2 separate regions of the Rattus norvegicus genome follow, and region 1 is linked to region 2. Evidence: chromatin contacts called from public Hi-C data. All regions are on one chromosome and are shown on one strand. Each heading gives the region's core, a stretch centred on a gene start, on an enhancer-like site or on the middle of the called end of the contact. The rest is flanking DNA. Distances are from core to core; before and after follow the strand shown. Region 1 overlaps Dab2ip (DAB2 interacting protein). Region 2 has its middle 13 kb from the start of Dab2ip.

Region 1 (2,710 bases), core at 181-2,680, 170 kb after region 2:
AGGGGTCAGTGGCCAGTGCTTGCGATAGTACCCTCCTGTCCCAGTCCCTCAGCTTGTGTTGCATGAGATGTCCCTCTGGGGTAGGGGGACAACTGTAGAGTCTTGAGCACCCTTAGAACACACTGTCATCTCCCTGCTAGGCTGTATTCTCAGCCTTTGCCCTTCATTCCATGGGGAAGACCTTGTGTGGACAGTCTCTGTTTCTTCCTTCTGCATCTGGGACAGGCTTTTCTCCTGGACAAGACGTCAGTAGACATCACCTGGCTCAAGCATCAGGCTGGAGGGCTGCCTGCCCCTGTTCATAGGCGACTTTGCTGATTCTGCCTCATTCTGCCACATGCCCTGCCTGCTGGGCTCAGGACAGAGCCAGTAGTATATTAGGTCCAGGGAGCACTGGGTCTGGTCTGCCCTAGGGTGAAAAGGCAGGGAAGGTGGTGCCCGCTGTGCCTTCGTAACTGTCACCCTAGGAAAGTCTTTATTCGTCTCCCCAGCGAGTCCACCACAGTGTTCTCACTAGCTGGGGGTACTCCCCTGCTCAGTCATTTTGAGCTCTGTGGAAAACCCAGATTCCTGTGACATCATTCAGGCAGGGTCTCGATATGAGTCTCGATAGCCTGAAGTGGGAGCCCAAGGAACAGCATCTGTCTGCCCTGTGGTTTTGTTTTCTTCATGCTTCTGGACCCAGAAGCCTAATGTTGGAACAGAAAGATGTCTTTCTCCTGGGGAAGAGCTGTTGTATTCCAGTTCCGCCAGCCTTCATGCTTAGTGCACTTGGACCCTTCACTGAACCTACCCTGTCTGTTGAGCAGCCTCTCTGCCCACCCTGTGCTGGCTGTGTCCCCCACAGTGTCTTAGAGTGCATGGCAGCACTGCCCAGCACACATCTCTGCCTAGTGGACAGTCATCCGGCTTGGCTGCAGAGCCCTGAGCTCGTTCCACCATCAGCATAGGTGTGGGTTTGGGAATCGGGGTTCCATGCGACTCAGAAACAGATCTGGCCCTGAACTGTCCAAGGCCCTACCTGACCCCCCAGGCCCATCTTTGTTCCTGTGCAGTGTCTTCCCTCGGGAACTTAAAGAGGTGTTCGCCTCATGGCGGCAGGAGTGTAGCAGCCGCGGCCGGCCTGATATCAGTGAACGACTCATTAGCGCCTCCCTCTTCCTTCGCTTCCTGTGCCCTGCCATCATGTCGCCCTCGCTCTTCAACCTGCTTCAGGAGTATCCTGACGACCGCACAGCTCGCACCCTCACGCTCATCGCCAAAGTTACCCAGAACCTGGCCAACTTTGCCAAGTGAGTGTTTCATCCCATGGGGTTGAAGTAGACAGGGACAGAAACTTGGGGTGTGTGTGCTCTTGACCCAGGCTAGTGCAGTGGGCCTTGGTTTTATCCCTGTCTCCCTCAGCCTCCCCACAGCCACTTGCTTCAGAATAAAACCTCCTCCACAGCCACCCTCCCAGTAGTGCAGTGCCGTTTTGGAATGCTTCTTTGGATTTTAAAGGTGGGAAGACAAGATATTTTTCCCTTCTGCGTATTTGAGTTAACACATTATCATAAAGTGCCATAAGGCTTCGAGTCTGTCTTTGAGCACCGAGCTCCACTTTGTAGGGAATGGCTGATTTCCTGGGTAGCTGGGCACTTGGGTTAATACTGCCAGGATGATTACCTGTAAAGCACATCTGGTGGTTTGGGCTGTGTAAAGTTCTTTTTTTTTTTTTAAGATTTAATCATTTTATGTGTGAGTTTTTGCCTCCGTGTATGTCTGTATACTACATGAGTGCTTGGTGCCCACAGAGGTCAGAAGAGGGCATCAGACGCCCAGAAACCAGATTAGGGATGGCTGTGAAATACTGTGTGGATGTTGGAAATTGAATCTGGGTCCTCTGCCTATGCTCTCAACCACTGAGCATCTCTAAGCCCCTTGGCTGCCAGTTTAGACAGTGTAGATAAAGTGGCAGGGCTGGGTAATCCTGTCATTAGTTCACAGTTGTGGATCGAGCCCTTTTCTAGGTCTGTCGGTGCTGGGCCTTGACTGTGAGTGTGGGAGGCAAGTGCAGTGGAGAGAAGGGTGGGGCCAAGACGATGCCAAAGTCTCAGGAGAGCAAAGGCTTTGGGGAGAAAAGACAGGAAGACCAATCATCTAGCTCAGACAAGAAACAGAAGCTGGCTTGATGGTAAAGCCTGGTACCAAAGGCATCTAGGTCACCAAGACAAAGCTGGGAGAGACAGGAAGTAACTGATGAGGGCTACAGGAACCTGAAGGCCACACGGTATAGAGGTGGACCATACAGCATGGCCCTTACCTCCTCTGGCCTCTGCAAAGGATCTCCACTGAACAAGGTATGTCTGGTAAGGAGAGACTGAGGGAGGCTATAGCCAGACTTCAGTTAAAAATGATGGGCACTGGCTAAAGGAGGCAGTGGCACAGGGACAGATAGTAGGTGACAAGATCAGGTCAGCAGGCCTTGTCATTTGGAGAAAATGAAGGAGAGCTGACACCACTGCCAAGCCTCTGACTTGTTCGGTGGTCTCTTCCCTTGGGAAAGGGAAATTTGGAGGAGGAGACAGGGCTTGAGGGGGGTGTCCCTGATGACCCCAAAACCTCAACTGGGCCAAGTGTGGATCTGAAATTGACCTATGTACTGGGCTTTCCCGTCTGCAGGAAAAGAGGCAGGGCCCATAAGGGGCAGTGTTAGAGGAAACATGAACAC
Region 2 (2,755 bases), core at 188-2,687:
TTCGGTCCCCAGCTCTGAAAAAAAAAAGAAAAAAAAACCCAAAAGTAGCTATAGGGGACTGCTGGATCAAGCCGCCTGTGGTGGTTTGAATGTGCTTTGCCCAGGGAGTGGCACTATTTGGAGGTGTGGCCCTGTTGGAGTGGGTGTGTCACTGTCTGGAAGCCATTCTTCCACTAGCAGCCTTCAGATGAAGATGTAGAACTCTCAGCTCCTCCTGCACCAGGCCTGCCTGGATGCTACCCTGCTCCCTCCCTTGATGATAATGGACTGAACCTCTGAACGTGTAAGCCAGCCCCAATTGAATGCTGTCCTTATATGAGTTGCCTTGGTCATGGTGTCTGCTCACAGCAGTCAAACCCTAACCGAGACACTGCTTAAGCAAACTACCACGTGGCCAAGGTCCGGGTTCAGCTGGGAGACCCTGCCTCAGTGAAGAAGAGTGAAGGAAGATTCCCAATGTCTGCCTCAGGCTCCATATGTGTGCCTACAGATGTACACTCCCACAGGTGAGAGCGCACACACAGCCCTTGCATACCACAAACACAAACACACACATTTTTTTTTTTCTGAGACAGGGTTTTTCTCTTTAGGACTGGCCATCGGGGGATTCACACTGCAGACCAGGCTGGCCTCAAACTCAGAGATCCGCCTGCCTCTCTCTCCCAAGGGCTGGGATTAAAGGTGTGTGCCACCGCTGCCTGGCCCACAAACACATTTTTTTAAAGATTTATTTATTTATTATATATAAGTACACTGTCTTCAGACACACACCAGAAGAGGGAAGGGCATCAGATCTCATTACAGATGGTTGGGACCACACATATATATATACACACACACTACATACACACACACATACACACACACACACACACACCATGTTCTGTAGAAAAAACACTGAAGCCTATTTGACAAAGTATGATCCGTGTTTAACTTGGCAGATAAGAGATGATAATTCTGAAAAAAAAATGTCTATTTTTGTCTCATAGAATCCATGTCATTTATACATTTGCATTAGATAAATATTACCTAATACTTGCCAATCACCAACAGACCAATGATAATGTTGAAGAAGTAGGTTGAAAATACATCATGAGAATCTTTATATAATTAAGTGTCCTTAGCTGGGCCTGGTGGTACATGTCTGTAACCCCGGCTACTTAGAAGGCTGAAACAGGAGGATTTTGAGTTCAAGGCCTGTCTGTGCTACAGAGTGAGTTCAAGTCCAGCCTAGGCAATTTAAGGAGACTTTGTCTCAAAAAGAGTTTTTAAAGAAAAAGGAAAAGGAAAGTGAAAAGAGGACTGGGAATGGAACCCAGGGCTTAGAGCACCTTTCTGGTTGGGCAAAACAAACAAATGTCCTGGCTCCGAGCGGAACCGCCTTGTTGTGCTGGCCCAGCTCGACCACACGGTGGCGCTGCTAGGCTGCCGACTGCTTCCAGCCCCTGGACCATGGAGAGAAGGGGTGGGGTGTCTTAGAGAACAGATTTATTTCCTCAGCATCCTGCCGACAGCCTCAGTAGGTGGCATTTGGAGTAGACTCTCAGTAAGTCAGCAGACCCCATGGGTGGCTCCTGCTGCTGTGAGTCAAATAGCTTCACATCTGCTAGTGACAAGCGTCGATACTCTGGTCAAGCCTGTATGACCTTCAGGATCTGCTTTCGAGGTACTGAGTTCTAGGTTCTGCAGGAGCGGAAGCCATCGTGGCCCACCTCGCCTGTGACGGGAGTTAACTGTAAGAGAGGGGGGGGTCTGTGGCGAAGTGGTTGGTCCTGGCTCCCTCTGCACGGAAACTGGGGCCTCTGACCTCAGTCCCTGAGCAAGCGATGTCTGCTCAGGACCTTCCACAGCTCCCTACCACCCTTAGAAGAAAGTCAAGTTCCGAAGCTGGCTTCTGGGACTCATGGGCTTCCAGGAATCAACCCATGCTCCGACTCCTTAGATCCCTTTCCTCCCTTCTGTCTGTCACTCATTGCTCCCGTTCTTGTGAACGCTCTTCCACTTCCTGTAGCATAAATACTGCGTCCTTCTGGAATTCTCTCCAGCTCCCTCCCTCCCCAACGCTACGCCGGATTCTGGCCATATGTTGGGCAGGGCTCTATGGGAACCCAGAGCCTGTCTGCCTGGATCATCGCCTCTCTCCTGTGCCAGGACCTGGGGCACCCAGCAGGCTCTCACATGTCCCTGCACTGTGTACCAAGGCTGGAAAACAGTCACTGCCTGGCGGCGGGGGGTCCTTTAGGGGAACCCAGAGACATGGTAAAGGCGCTTCCAGGGCTCCTGACATACAGCTCTCTCTGGATCAGACTGAAGTCAACACACAAGATAGGTATCCATCAGCCTGGTCTCTTTCCAGCACACGCCGACTAGACCCAGCATGTAGCCCCCACTGACGTACTGGTTATAGACAGCTTCCAGAGAATGTCCCTGCATTCTGTCACCTGACTATATCTATTCTCTACCTGTTTCTCCCCCACAGTCTATCTCGGGGTGGACTCCATCACCCACCCGCCACCAATGCTCTGTGACTCCTAGGATCCTGTGAGGTAATTCATTTCCTGTCTATCTTTTTCAGTTCCTCAAATGACATGCTGTGGTTCTTCCTTTCCTGAGTTCATTTTGCTCCCCCACCCGGGGCGGCCACCTCTGTTTCTAGGGGATGTGTGTAAATTCCTTCAGTTTCTGTTCACACCACCGTTCTTTCAGGAAGCCCTCGCTGATTTAGTGTCACTCTGTGAGGTTCCCACAATCAGCA

The links. Hi-C and Micro-C count contacts between places; a contact is called where the count stands out from the background.
Region 1: a Hi-C map of prefrontal cortex shows a contact between it and region 2, with 2.5 times the contacts expected there. The contact joins two enhancer-like sites. A contact is called at or near these places in 4 of 12 Hi-C or Micro-C datasets (frontal cortex, liver, mammary epithelial cells and 1 more).

The regions. Positions count from the first base shown.
Region 1 is chr3:39,466,986-39,469,695 of GRCr8, forward strand. It overlaps Dab2ip (DAB2 interacting protein), which reads left to right. Exons shown (of 16, transcript NM_138710.4): 9 at 1,056-1,292. Among named protein-coding and RNA genes, the nearest start is that of Dab2ip, 160 kb to the left of the region's middle. Within about 2 kb of position 1,431, at least 7 of the 93 cell types and tissues checked have an H3K27ac peak or open chromatin away from gene starts, as enhancers often do. A contact at or near this core is called in prefrontal cortex, where this site is marked.
Region 2 is chr3:39,297,909-39,300,663 of GRCr8, forward strand. No RefSeq gene overlaps it. Among named protein-coding and RNA genes, the nearest start is that of Dab2ip, 13 kb to the right of the region's middle. Within about 2 kb of position 1,438, at least 11 of the 93 cell types and tissues checked have an H3K27ac peak or open chromatin away from gene starts, as enhancers often do. A contact at or near this core is called in prefrontal cortex, where this site is marked.